Linked DNA regions of Danio rerio: all the other regions are linked to region 1. A link is a contact called in public Hi-C data. All regions are on one chromosome and are shown on one strand. The core of a region is the stretch at or near the end of the contact, and the rest is flanking DNA. Distances in the headings are between cores, read along the strand shown.

Region 1 (4,822 bases), core at 1,697-4,196:
GTTTTGGACATACATCTTTTTTTTTAATAATTTGTAAATAATGCCTGTAGGAATTGTGTCAGGAACTGGGATACATAATGTCAAACTTTGGGAAATTACAGTGCAGAACCAAGACTGAAAAAAAAGGTTTCTGAGGACATCTTGTGTTCTGAAATTATTTATAAATATATAATTCTACTCAGCTGAAAACTGAATTGAAAATCACTTTTGGCTTAAGAATTTCTACAGCGTTCATAAATGTGTGTCATAAATGGTGTAAACAATTGCACAGGTTTCCTTTGAGAAAAGAAATGGAGAAATAAAGCTTAAAATGTACATACACTTTTTGCAGTCTTGATACTGTACCATTTATCTCTAAGTGTTTCTTATGAAAGCGTATTCCTTAAAACCGTGTCTTCCATCTGGACGTCAGAATGTAGAGGTCCTTTCAATAAATTAAAAATAAGGGAGACAGAAAACGTTCCTTGCATTTCAAGTTCTTCCGTGCAAAAAGTCGTGAAAAATGCCCTTCTCTGAAAACAAGGGCCTGCGTTTAATCGTCCACCTCGATTTCCTCGTCCTCCTCTGAGAACTCGTCTGTGGTTTGGCCTCTGGACGAGGATGGGGACTGTGGAAAGGCTCTTGGGGAAAGACTGGGAGAAATGGGCCCCGAGCCACCGTGAGCGTCTTCCATGTCCTCCATGGACACCAGTTTCTGCAATGCCTGTGGTGGGATTTTCTTGAGAGACTCTACGTCCGCCTTCATCTCCTCCAGATCTCTCTTGAGCTTGGCCCGTCGGTTCTGGAACCAGGTGATGACCTGCGCATTGGTCAGCCCCAGCTGCTGTGCTATCTGGTCTCTGTCAGCCGGTGAGAGGTATTTCTGGTACAAAAACCTCTTTTCCAGCTCGTAGATTTGGTGGTTGGTGAAGGCTGTGCGGGACTTCCGTCGTTTTTTGGATGCCTGTCTTTGGCCAAAGGCGTTGATGTGTTCACGACCTTAAAATGGAAAGAAAGGAGAGTTGATTTCCAGGAACACATGACAGAAATAATGCATGCAGGCAGTGTGTGTGTGAGAGAGAGAGATCTATACAATTTCATATAAGTTGGTAAGTCATTCTCAAGCAATATACAGATTTATATTAAGTAAAAAAGCTTGACTGGATTTCCTATTTTTGCTTATTTGGACTACAATTTCTATGAAGGTTACTCAAAGTTCCTTGGTGGTCCTATTTTTGGATGTACATGTTTCTTGAGTTGCTATGTGGTTCTCTGGAGACTAAAAAGTCCTTAATAACTTCTTTATATTAGTGTTTTGTTTCTATAAATTTTACACCAACAAAGCAAACTGTACATATAATTTTTAAAGATTTTTTTTGCATAATCAAGCTGCAAAATCCTGTTTGGTTCAAATTAGAACTTTTATTTTTGAGTGTACACACTGTTGTGTTATGTGATAGGCCGCAGTTGTTCATTCCAGCTGCATAACAGCTGTTCTTGAAAGAAGGGGAGAAACTTTCCAAAACATCTGAACTATTGATTGCCAAGTAAATTTGAAATATTTGATGTGTTAATCAAGCAGCCTATCACGCCACAGGACTGGCCTCAATCGTATTACCGACGACCTTAACTGCTAGTTTGACCCACAGAGACAGACAGTTCTGCAATGTCAACACGAACGTCATGATCTAGAACTGTTTTCAGTAAATATGTCAAGCAAACATGAATGATTTCCATCACTTTAACATCCTCGTAAACGCACGTCGATTTTTATCATATATATCATATATCATATATATCATATATCATATATATGAAAATAAAAATAACTTCGTTCTGTAGAAAAGGGTAATTTAGCTACTGACATTAACGGATAAGGCAAAACATTTCATAAAAAAAAAATGAATTAAAAATAGCAATTCGAGAAAATGATTGCTTGTTTTAAGAGGGGATATTTGCTTGAGAATCTAAGAAGTTTTGATTTTCAGGGCGGTGGGTGAAATTCCTGAAATAGTGACAATCACACTCTACGAACCGCTATTGAAATTCGGTTTAAAAATATGTAGGCTATGACAAAGAATTTAATAAATAAGCTAAGGTTATCTTCTTTTTTACCTAAAAGCGAAATAAATATGCTCCTTTTGACTAACAAGTAAGAAATAGTACACATACATTTGTATGTGTTCGTAAAAGGCTATTTTGTTTAATCGATGTCGTGTAAAACATGCATTTATAAAATGATGGCTCGCATTTTCCAAAAGCGTCACTAAAAATCCATATGTGCATTGAAAACAAGTGCGATAATTCGTTAATAATTATGAACTTTTTACCTTCTGCTGCTTGTATAACGCTGACTTCCAAACCCTTAAATGTTTTGCTCGCCAGCTCCTCCAGCGCGCACAACGGCGAGGACGGGGCGCTGATCCCGTTCCGAGATGCGCTCGAGCCGGTTACTTTCTCCAGCACCCGCGGAGGGCACAAACTACCGACGGACTTCTTAACGGAGGGCTTGTTTAAGATATCCTCAATGCTGAACGGGGTGAGAGGCTTGTTGGAGTTGGCCGGAGGTGGGAGTTGGTCCAAGGGACCCCGCCGCCTCTCCTCGCCGCTGGACTGCAAAACGGATCCTGCTTTCATGTCTTTAGAGCTGGAGGTCATCTCAGTCCCAAGAAACTATTTCGAATAGAAGTCACCTAGCTCGCTCAAACTTGTTTATACATACAAAAGCCTTGTCTGTTCCTTTCTTTACAAAAAATCGTTGTTGTTCCTCACTCTGAAGAGGCTCTCCAAAAGCACCATGCTTCAGGCGTCACATGCAGGAAGGCACCCGAACTTTAGTCCTCATACGCGGTGTTCTCTGAGCTGCTCCATGAAGATCTTCACCGTGTGTAGCCTTAGTGTCTCAAGGAGCCTCAAAACAGCAAGCAACCGCTAACGAGTTCTTGTTGATTGCTTTTGTGAAGTTCAATTAGAGAAACACTACACTACTTGCTGACCCGCTGCTCCGTCGTCTTAAAGGGCCAGACCATAATAATGAATTGGACCGAGAATAGGAGGAGTTTCCCCCTGAAGTTTAAAGAGAGGGGAGATGGCTCGGGATGTTTATGCATCTGTTGATGCATCCCACTCCCACTTAGGGAAAACCACGTGCTCCACCCGTATACCACCCTGAAAAGGGAGAGTGTGTGCTCATTAACACCAACACAGCCTTGAGTAAAGCAGTACGTTAATTAATACAATTTCATTTTAAAACAACAACTCAATTTCAAAACAACAACAATGATGATAATAATAATAATAATAATATGATTGATGAAAAATGTACAGAAACATTATAGAAATGTCTATAAAAATCCACATTGATGACATTCAAAAATGCAATATTTCAGTAATAATATATTCAAGAGTTGCCCTAATGGCAACAACTTGCTAATTAATATTGCAGGGTGTGATTATTGCACTTTTGGAGGCTGTTTTGACAGCGTAATTGTCTCACACCTTGTGTATCTGCTGTCATCATAACGCCAGGCTTTCAGCACAATACAAATTATTTTACTGAGAAAGCCGCATCAGTTATTGGACAACAATAATATTACACAATATAAATACACAAATTTGTATATTCCTTTTTACACTAATTTCACCATACATTTCAATGTTGATGCTAACAAAATGTGTTGGTTTTTGAAGTAACCTCTTCAATACTTAAATGACTTTTTTATGCAAGGGCATACATTTTTTTAAAAGATTATTATCGTTATATATTTTTGACAGGAATTTTTCCTTTTCATATGATTTTAGAGACCGCTTGAAGAACTTATCAATAATTATATATATATATATATATATATATATATATATATATATATATATATATATATATATATATATATATATATATATATATATATATATACTGGACAGTTCCATTCTACGAATTTGTAAAAATGCTCGTGGGTAAAGAAGAAAAAGCAGCATATAGCCTACTTCCAGCACTGCTGTTCTGACACAATGCGCGTCGGAGAGAATCTCAAATGATGCTCGTGGGACTCGCAAGAATATGCAGGTAAGAATACATCGTGTTTTTTTCTTTAGAAAGCACCGGATATATGAAAGCAACGGCTGATGTACCAGAAGAATATATTTAACAAAAGCATATCTATTTTTTTATTCTTACACAACAGGTCGTGATTTCTTGGTGCATCCATAATAGGCTACGATATGTTTTCTTTGTCCGATTCACCTTGCTTTTAAACATTAACATTTTTTTTTCCTTTATAGGCCTTTATAATCTATTTTTGATGTGCTCCTAATTGTTTTAAACGGTAAATTTGTATCACTTGTAAAATGAATGAAATGGTTTGGCACTTAATGACTGAGTTGCTAAATTGTAAACAGGCCTATAAAATAAACACAATTGAAATGTCTTCGCTTAAACCTTTGCTAAGGCCTGGTGAACATTTTGGTGGTCCCCCTATAAATATAAAACACTGGGTAATAAAGCAAGCGGCGACGTTGACATCTGACAATATTTAACAGGGTTTCAATAATCGATTAGGGTGATAGATGTCTCTCTTACACGAGTCATTTGCGATGTATGGCCAGGTTGAAATATCGCATTGTCCGTGCCAAGAGCACCATATGGTGACATCCGTACAGGGACTGAAACGAGCCAAACAGCTCACGAGCAGTAAAAACAGCACGACATTCTATTAGTGCGGGTCCAAAGCGGTCGACGTGGGCGACACAGGGCCAAACTCAATAGAATATTTTATGGCAAATGAGCACCAATGCATTGAACAAATGTAACTAACCAGACTGCAAAAGACATACTAATGAGTTT
Region 2 (4,822 bases), core at 1,021-3,520, 290 kb before region 1:
CAGATTAATTCATTCATTCTCCTTCGGCTTAGTCTGTATTTCAGAGGTCACCACAGCGGAATGACCCGCCAACTATTTGAGCATATGTTTTACGCAGCGGATGCCCGCAAGTCAGTACTGGGAAAAATCAGATTAATTTACAACATTTAACTGAACCATTTAATTCGTTTTCTCTTTCTCTGCAATGAAACAAACGAACAACGTTATTAAATTAGAAATGGCGATCTCTGTGTTGAAAGCATTTGCCCCAGCCCTCTCCATCATTCTCACTCTCTTCTCAGATGGAATGATGGGCCAAATCAAAGGTTACATTACATTGGGCCCTACTTTGGGCATCTCTGTTCTATACGTTAATGATCCCGACTAAACACCATCATCTTCATCATCATCACCATTTTGCCAAAGCAATGAAATATAATCATCATTTATGTAAAGCAATAGCTTCGGTTTGAATATGCACAATCTGCATGCATGCATGCCCAAATGATGACGTTTTCACATATGACAACAAACGCCCATTTTCAAAGCCTGGCTGTGACTGAGATGGGTTTTGATGTTGTTGTTTCACGACACGACCTGGTGCAGTTAAAAGCCACGACTCCGGGTTGCTTGATTCGATATCATTGAGAACCAACAACATGTTTTCCTGCTATTGAGACACACAAGAGCGCTTATTATTGATACAGCTTTGTATTCAGAAAATTGATTTTTATGCTTCCCTCTAGCCACTTTGTGCTGCGGAGAAATATTTTTATTCGAGCGAAAGCTGAAATAAGTACGTAATAAAACGATGATATATTAAATTCGTTTTCCTTGCTTTCAGGTTTTATTATGCGCCATTTTTCATTTTTATTGAATTGAAAGAGGAGAATCTTCCACTGTAGCTTCAGGCGAAAAAAAGGTTAAATTATTTGCGCCAATCACACCGGCTTCTGCATCACTAAAGGCAACTGATGCTTCTCTGGCTTGGCCCTTTATTTTACGCAGCCAAAGGCAAGTGCACTTCAATGAAATTCAGTTTCATTTGATTAAGCAAACGCATTGCCATGTGTAAAGCTGCATGTTTCTGTACCCTTGACGAAACCTTAAGAGCCCTTTTCTTAATTGATCCGAACATTTAGGTTTTTAATCAATGGGGAAATTAATAGTAATATGCATTAGTTTGGCATGTTGTCTTTCAAATCATTAAACATCAAATGTGTTTATTATTATTATTATTATTATTATTATTATTATTATTATTATTTACTATACATGGGCTTAGTAGGCCTGCCCGATTCATCAGGGGTCGCCACAGCGGAATAAACCGCCAATTACTCTGGCATATGTTTTTTTATGCGGCGTATGACTTTCCAGGCGCAATTATTATTATTATTATTATTATTATTATTATTATTATTATTATTATTATTGTCATTGTTACTATAATTATTATTAATAATAATATATTAGCCTATTGTTCACTCACTATAATCCCTAACTCATCAGGGGCCGCCACAGCGGAATAAATCGCCAATTATTCTGGCATATGTTTTTTTTAATGCGGCGTATGACCTTATTATTATTATTATTATTATTATTATTATTATTATTAGGTCAGAAAAATGTCTTACCTTAAAAAGGTTAGCAAACAAGATAATTAAGCCATTACGTTAAATCCATTATTTTTCTATTCAGGTTGGTTTCATTTGAGACTGTATACCATAAACTATACAAATATCCATGTATTAAGAAAAATACGCCATATTAATGAAGCACAACAAGTTTTAAGCAACAATAGAAACAATTAAATGTGTTAAAAAATTGACCTTGACCCACAGCCTGTTGTACGTTTTATTGTCACATGACATCAAAATGGCTTCCTGCAAGCTGGGTAACCACACAGATTTTAATTTGCCAAACAATTTCCCCAAAAACATTGATAACTCCAAAAAATGCCTCATTGCTATTTTTTAGAGAAACTGAGAAAAATATTGTTAAACTATAATTGCATCAAAAAATTTTATCATAACTCTACTGCTATTTTTATTCCCTCCATGAACATGAAACGGTTTATTTTAAAGCGTGAACTGTGAAACAGCCCTAGTAAAAAAACAGAACGGGCTCTTTAAGAGCGGGGTGCGGGCGAGAGGCATTGTCTACAGAAGCGCGCAAGAGCCAATGGAGAGGCGCGTGACAGAGTTTGGGCAGAAGGGGTTTGTCTCACCTGCTCGAGATCACTTCAAGAGGAGCGTGAACAGGACATTTTCAGCTCACGACAATTAATATGCACGTATCGGACAGTTAACACTTCACTTTAGATAACAGCGATGAGCTCAAGTCTGGGCCGTGCGCCTTTCTGAGGTACTCCAGAAACGCGTCAGTTTTCTTTGCTACAACTTGGCAACTCATCACTCCGGGGTTTAACCGCGGAGCACGGTCGAGCTGCTTTTTAGGCATCATCATGGAACTGAGCAACAGACAGACGCAGTGCAAGAAAGTGTTGGATAACGCCGATTTGATCGCGAGGGAGTGATTTCTGTTCGTATTTTTTGTATGTGTGTGTGGTGTGGCATTGATATTAATTGCATGGGCTCTAAACACTCCAAGGAAGAATATTTTTTGTTTTTTTGTTTTCTAAATAAACACCTTTGGGAATAAATCTAAGTTTTAGGAATTAAACAACCTTCCAAGCTGTGCGTAACATATAGAACCGCGGAGATGGAGCACACGGGGATCGAAGAGGTGAACCAGACCCACCAGCAGCACGAAACCATCAGCTTTGGAATAGATCAGATCCTCAATGGCTCGGACCAGTCGAGTAGTTGCATGCTGCCCAGCCGAACCGGCGACCCGGACTACGCGCTCACGCCGAACGTCTACAACGGCTACAACAGCATGTATCCGGCCTGTTCGATGGCGGCAGGACTAGCAGGTTCCTACAACGTAAACATGAACATGAATGTGAGCATGAATATGAACGTTAATGTGAACTCGGGGAACGCTGGAGGTGTCATCCGCGTCCCGGCCCACAGACCCATGCCACCCGCACCTCACCAACCGACGGCTGGCCATCCACCGAGCATCGCGGCGGGAATTCCCACTATGCCCACAGTACCCAGTATGGGCAGCCCCCACAGTTTCACGTTCCCCTGGATGGAGAGCAGCAGAAGGTTTGCGAAGGATAGACTGACAGGTAACACTTGATGATATTTAAAGCCATTAATTTTGGGAGAAATAGTGTAATTATGACCAATGATAACGAGGACTGACAATCCGTTTGCTTTTCAGTCAATGTCTAGCTATAACTAATATCAATACAGTCTGAAAATGCAGGGTTGTTGTAGCCTAACGTTGGGTCAAAATGGACAAACCCAGCTGTTAGATTAAAAAGACTTTTTTATTTAAAATTAATTAAAAACATTGACCCGACGTTGTGTTATGACAACCCAGCATTTTTAGAGTGTACCTCACTGAATGGATTAATTTTACGTAGAGAGAACATGCTGAATTAACGTAAATTGATGTAAATTAAGCCCATAAATGTATATTGAATGGAAAATTAAGACCATAAATTTCTATAAAAATGCAGACGTTTAAAAAAACAGCAGCAGAGAAACAACACATAAATATGAATAATAATAACAACACATAAACTGCTACGCTATTTTTACATTACCGTTGCGTGCAGTAATACTGCTACTTTTAAAACAATTAAAGGATTGCTTGAATAAAGAATAGGATATATTAATATTGTAAGCAATAAATGCATAAATTAAATAAAAATAACTAGTATATGCCTCTTAACATCTTCAAAACGTAAAACATTAAAATGCTTTAAGATTTCTTTTTACCATTTACATATAATATATTCACATTTAATCTAATTTAATTTAGATATAATATAATCACATTTAATTTAAGATTGCATATAAAAGAATACGTGCGTAAATATCTTGGATTAACAGTATACTCAAGATTATTTTTTTGTCTAGAGCAACATTTACTTTATTCTAAAATGAACTGATGTTCAGTGTTTTTATTATATTCAGGTCGATGATTTTCATAGCTAGTTGTTGTTCTTTTTTTCTTTAGCTAAAATACATGAAGTTTTACACAACGTATTGCGCTTCGATTAATTACAGAAATCCCTTAAACACGCCATTAGCTTATAACCAGCAGAACATCTAAATAAAATTGACAAGTAACACAAAGATAATCTTCTAAAATGTTTATGGCGATTCATTTTTTTTTATATTGAGACAGCCCGCGTGATGTTGCATTGAACTCCGGCGCACAGCAGAACCAAACATCCCCTCGGCCTGTAGACTCAGCTTGTATTGCTCATAAAAACACAATGGCTTTAAAATCACAATTTCTTGTGGAATCCTTTTTATGACACCATGTCACGTCTATATTCTTGAGCTATTGTCTCTCTGGGCCTTTAGGACAAATGAATCATGATGCAGTGGTTGCAGGGAGCTAAATGTTGCCAGTGTGTCAGAGCCAGTAGTGATGCGTAATGGCATGTTGACAAATCGTTTTAATCTACGCAAACGTAATACCAATAGAGATCCAACAGAGGACGATTTTGGATACATTTCCAGGTGAGACTAAAAAAACAAAAACAAAATAAAACAAACAAAAAAAAAAAACCTTTGTGCACGATTATCCTATAATTTTGATAAGCCCATTATTACATTATACAATTTATACACATCATTTAGCAAGTGCTTTATATTAATAAGTGTATTAGAGATAATTATTCATGAAAAAAAATATGTGGACCTTGTTGTTTTTGTTTCGTCTATAACCATAAAATCATCCTCCGCTTTCTGTACAG
Region 3 (4,822 bases), core at 1,271-3,770, 270 kb after region 1:
AGGTGGGATTCACAAAGACCCTTATTGTGACACTGACACAGGCTTCACACGGGCCTGCCGAACACAATCCGCAAACACCAGTTGAACCGTTTCATAAGCTGTTTATTTCTCTAGTGAATTCATCTCTTTATTTTCTGCACAGCAGCATACAGGGAAATTGTGACAAAATATAAATAAAAAAATTCAACAGTGTGTGTTTTTTTTTTTTTTACTCTTTCAATTTAATTACAAACCGCAGTTAAAAGTGGCAAACTGGCCCATGTCTTCAACATTTGATTCTTAGTCTTTCTCACAAACCAAGAATGTCACATTGAACAACAACTTAAAATGCATATCATCATCATCATTATTTATTAATATTATATACAGCTGTCACCTATTAGCAAACAATGCTTGGAGCTTATTGGGATTTCACTTTCCTCCGCAGAATGCACTGAAGAAAAAAAAATACAATTATGTTATACAAAGATCAAAAATACTATTATAAACCCTTGTTATAAATGGTACACTATATTAATAAACCGCTGTCCACATTTTACATGTAAGTACAAAAGTCTTGGTGAGGTAGTTCCCTCTGAAGTCACTTTTAAACGGCAAAATACTGAATAGACATCACTTAATTCTCATTTGTTTATGTCGTTATTTACAATACAGCAAATCTATGTTCCTTACTTCATTCAAATCGACTTACTTTGGTAAACATAACTGTCAGAAATGTGCAGTCCTGCAAGAGTCAAATTGTACATTCACAATATGTTTGCATCCTTTTTTTTAAAGTCGTGTATTTTGGGGTTTATTATTGTACATAATGCAAAAAGGGGGCAAATACATTGTTTTTACAAAAAAAGCTTTTTATTAAGAACATTCATACGTGCTATATTCCACCGTGGACCCTTGAAGAGCTGTTTCTTGTAAACCTCTCTCTTGTGATGTTTTGGAGAAAGGTGAACTTTGTATCGAGCTGAAGAGAGGCACCCATAGGACTTTTGTTTTGTCTCCAGTGTGTGTTCCCCTTAGCAGGGGTGTAAACATTGAAAGGGCACCTCATGCAGAAGAATAGCCTGCGGACGCACTTTACATTACAGCGCTCATCTTACACGCTTTCTGGAGCTGCTGGAAATCCCAAAATATTCGGTATGCGTCAAACAAGAACCTTGTAATGTAAAATGCCCGTCTCTGTCAGTGGGTTTTGAAATAATTAGTCCGATTATGAAGTTATGCTGACAACACGAACGCGCAACAGAGCCTCTATTGTGTTGCTCTGCTCGCAGACGTCGGGAAGCCGCGGAGTGGACTTTCAGGGGAATGGGATTAAAGTTCATAAACGAAGACATGTGGAACATTCTTCAAAATCGCTTAATGGCAAAAAAATAAACTTTGGTTTAAAGACAAAAAAACGAGGTGCAAGCTTTGCTTACAGTGAAGTAAAATACTCGAGCTGAACAGAAGAGCAAATATTCCTCTGGTGCCAACATTCACGTTTCCCATTTTCGACAAAAATAACATCTCATCTCTCTGACGCGCGCGCGCGCGCACACATAAACCGTGACTCGTGAATAAACATCTAAAAACCTATGCGTGAAAAGGAAACAAAAATAGCTTTTTTATGAATAAAGTATGCGATAAACTATGGAAATAAAGTATCTATAAAAATATAAGAGATTTTTTTTTGTGTGTTTCGTTTAACAAAAACATTGATATCATCTTATTTGTTTTGCCTAGTAGTTAAGACTCGGGAAAGCCAGTCAATCAGAACAGTCATCTGAAAGAAAATGTTCAGTGCAATACATGTGAAGTCTATAGGAGTCTCGTGTCGTTCGTTTCCTTTTTGTTTTAGAAGATTTTCACTCGCTTACCGCCCACAGCTCTGCCTCCCTTCAGCACTCTCTGGGCAGGCTGGTCTTTGGAGAGAGGGCAGTATTTTATTGTGTGCGCGTTGTCCCCGTTGGCACTGCACAGGGGGCATGTGTACGCCCGCAGGATCGGGCACACGACCCTCCCGTCCGGGGTTTTCAGCACGTGCGAGCCGTACACCTCCTCCGGAGCGCCGTTATTCCGACAGAAGACGCAGATCTTGGGCTCCTGCTTATTGCGCGCGGCAGGTTTCCTCATCTTCCTCTCCACGCCGAACAGGTCAAATCCTGCAAATCCCCCTCCTATGCCAATCTCCCTCTCCTGGGAGGAGGACAGCAGCGAGCCTTGGTTCTGGTTCTGGAAGGGGCTCAGGATGGAGAAGCGCTCCTTCAGGTCCAGGATGGAGATGGAGGCGGGCGGGGGGCAGCAGCAGGAATCCAGGTGTCCTCCGCTGTCGCCTTCGCCCATTACGCACGGGCACGGAGGGCTGTCGTCCAAGCCCAGGGTGGCTTTCAGCGACTCCGTGATGGAGTTGGGATTCTGCGGGACGCTGTGCTTGCTGTTCTTGGTCACCAGCGTGGACAGGCCGAGATAGTCATTCCAGAAATTAAAGGTGTAATCGTAGGAGGCGCGCGCGCTCAAGTAGTTGTGGTTCAGAAAATCCATGTCTGCTTCGCTCAGCTTAACAAACACGATGTATGTATATTCCGTCAGGTTTGGAAGTGCGCTCAAGTCCAGTGCGTTTCTTGGGTATGTGCGTCTGAGGAGCAGCATCTGGTTATAAGGCTCCAGGAGAGGCAGGAGGAGGGCGGGGCTCTGTTTCAAAGCAAGTTTCTGAGCAGCGGATCCACAGCGTGTTTTCTTCCTGCATGACCAGCGACTGTTCACTGCGGTGGAATGACACCAGACACTGCTTTGTGATGGCGTAAATATAGCAGGGCTCGTTATAGAGAGATTGCTCGTTGATCATGGCTCGTTTTAAGGGACAGTGACACGTCATCTGGTCTAAGATGATGATTATTATCATTAATATCATTTTCAAATTGTAAGTTTAACTTTGTAGTGCTTAGAAAGGTAAGCTTTGTGTTCTGTCAGATTGACAAAAAATCAAGTAAATACTACCAAAACGCTAGCATTCTAATGTAGCTAATACTTCATGTGCTCATGTCAACATTTGACATTATAATGATAATAATAATGAAAACAACAACAACAATAATAATACATTATTTCACTGTAGTTAAAAAAAATAAAAAAAATAAACATATATATATATATATATATATATATATATATATATATATATATATAATTTATATAATGGCTTAAACTATTTATATACACTAAAAATATGACTCAAAGATGATTCCTTGGATTTGCTCATTTTGTTTTTTAAGTTAAGTGGTTATAAACAATTTATTTGGGCTAAATTTAGACAAACAAACAAATTTTAACATTATTAAATTAAATTTGTTTGTTTAAACTCAACACATAAATTGTTTGCAACAATTTTTTGCAGACATAACTTTTTTTCAGTGTAGGCTGAATTAAAAATAAATAAAAAAATAGTTGAGCATTACTAAATTGAATTCAGCCCATACAATGCAAAATATCTGACCTTAAATTTACAGTAAATTAATGGTTAATAATTGCATTACTTTCACAGTAAGGTGTGTAAATCCACAGTAAACTATTGTAAGGTAGTTCATAATACCAATAATTCATAAAATATTTTTTAAATATAAAAAGGTGCCTGTAATAGCATTAAAGTTAATGTGTATTAATTTCTGTGTATAATAAAATATAAATAGTGTTTGAATTCCTATAACTAATGCGCAAAAGATAAAGCATTTTTACAGTACTTTACTGTAATCATGATGCCTGCCTTAATTTCACATTAAAATGCGTATAATTTAACAGTTAAACCCTGTAAAGTGGCACTTAGTTGCAATGTACACTGTGGCAATGTAATTTACTGTGAAAAATTACAGTAACATGTAAAATCCTTGGAATTTAATACAGTGTATAAATTGTTTGCAATCAGTTACCTTTAAAAAATATAGTAATTCTTTAATAATAACAATAAAATTTTTAAACAATTTAATTTTAATAATTATGGTTATGCTTATTGTTTTATTATCATTAATATTATTATCATCATTAATATTATTATTATTATTTGAGAATGCGAATACTATGCAATTTTTACACATCCCATGTATGTAAAATTATACTAATAAAAATATGCATATTTTTATGCCCAATTAACAAAATCAAATTATCTGTATTATATTTACCTTGTTTAATTTAGTTTAATTTAATTTAAGTCAATTTAATTTTACTCTTGCAATAAAACTGCTACAAACAAAATGTTTCAAAGTATAACTGCTAATACAAAAAGATAGGTCTCACTGAACAGATCCAGCCCTTGTTCAACAATATCAAATGGTCCTCTGGCAAAATATGAAGGGAAAATGAGCATTGCAGTTTCTTCACAATGATACATTATTACGTGGGATTTCCTCTCTCAGTGTCATCTCGCAGTCACAGAGGGCCTCTTTCTGTGCTCTGCTGCTCTGTACAGTGCAGTCTGGATGTGTTCAGGATCACATTACATGTGTGTCATTAGAAACAGAGGGTCGTGGTGCACATGGGCTCTTTGTTCCTGCAGAACATGCCATGTGCACACCTGCAGGCCAGAGACATTGTAGATCTTACTGTTCATTCGCACGCTTTCCATGAGGTTTCAGACACTTTTCAATTTGAATCTACTAACTAAACTCATGTTCTCTTGAGACTGATTTTAAGGAATGCTGTTGTATTAATAAGACACAATTAGTTAATATGTTAATGTTTTAATAATTAACATATGTTTCAGAATTCAGTCATCTTTGTTATTTCAAAATGTGTTGAATGTTAAAAATAAATTAAAGTATTTTTTCATTATTTATTCCTTATATGGTAGCTA

Evidence for each region. Hi-C and Micro-C count contacts between places; a contact is called where the count stands out from the background.
Region 2: a Hi-C map of embryo shows a contact between it and region 1, with 2.9 times the contacts expected there. The contact joins the promoter of tlx2 here to the promoter of lbx2 in region 1. A contact is called at or near these places in 2 of 18 Hi-C or Micro-C datasets (both in embryo).
Region 3: a Hi-C map of an unstated tissue shows a contact between it and region 1, with 2.9 times the contacts expected there. The contact joins the promoter of nanos1 here to the promoter of lbx2 in region 1. A contact is called at or near these places in 1 of 18 Hi-C or Micro-C datasets (an unstated tissue) and 1 of 4 datasets of contacts at active chromatin or transcription factors (embryo).

Annotation. Positions count from the first base shown.
Region 1 is chr14:5,913,792-5,918,613 of GRCz12tu, reverse strand. It overlaps lbx2 (ladybird homeobox 2), which reads right to left and starts at 2,946. Exons shown (of 2, transcript NM_001007134.1): 1 at 2,310-2,946; 2 at 1-978. The coding sequence starts at 2,637. The coding sequence ends at 533.
Region 2 is chr14:6,205,943-6,210,764 of GRCz12tu, reverse strand. It overlaps tlx2 (T cell leukemia homeobox 2), which reads left to right and starts at 2,270. Exons shown (of 4, transcript NM_153651.2): 1 at 2,270-3,175. The coding sequence starts at 2,701.
Region 3 is chr14:5,643,217-5,648,038 of GRCz12tu, reverse strand. It overlaps nanos1 (nanos homolog 1), which reads right to left and starts at 2,520. Exons shown (of 1, transcript NM_001305661.1): 1 at 95-2,520. The coding sequence starts at 2,520. The coding sequence ends at 1,834.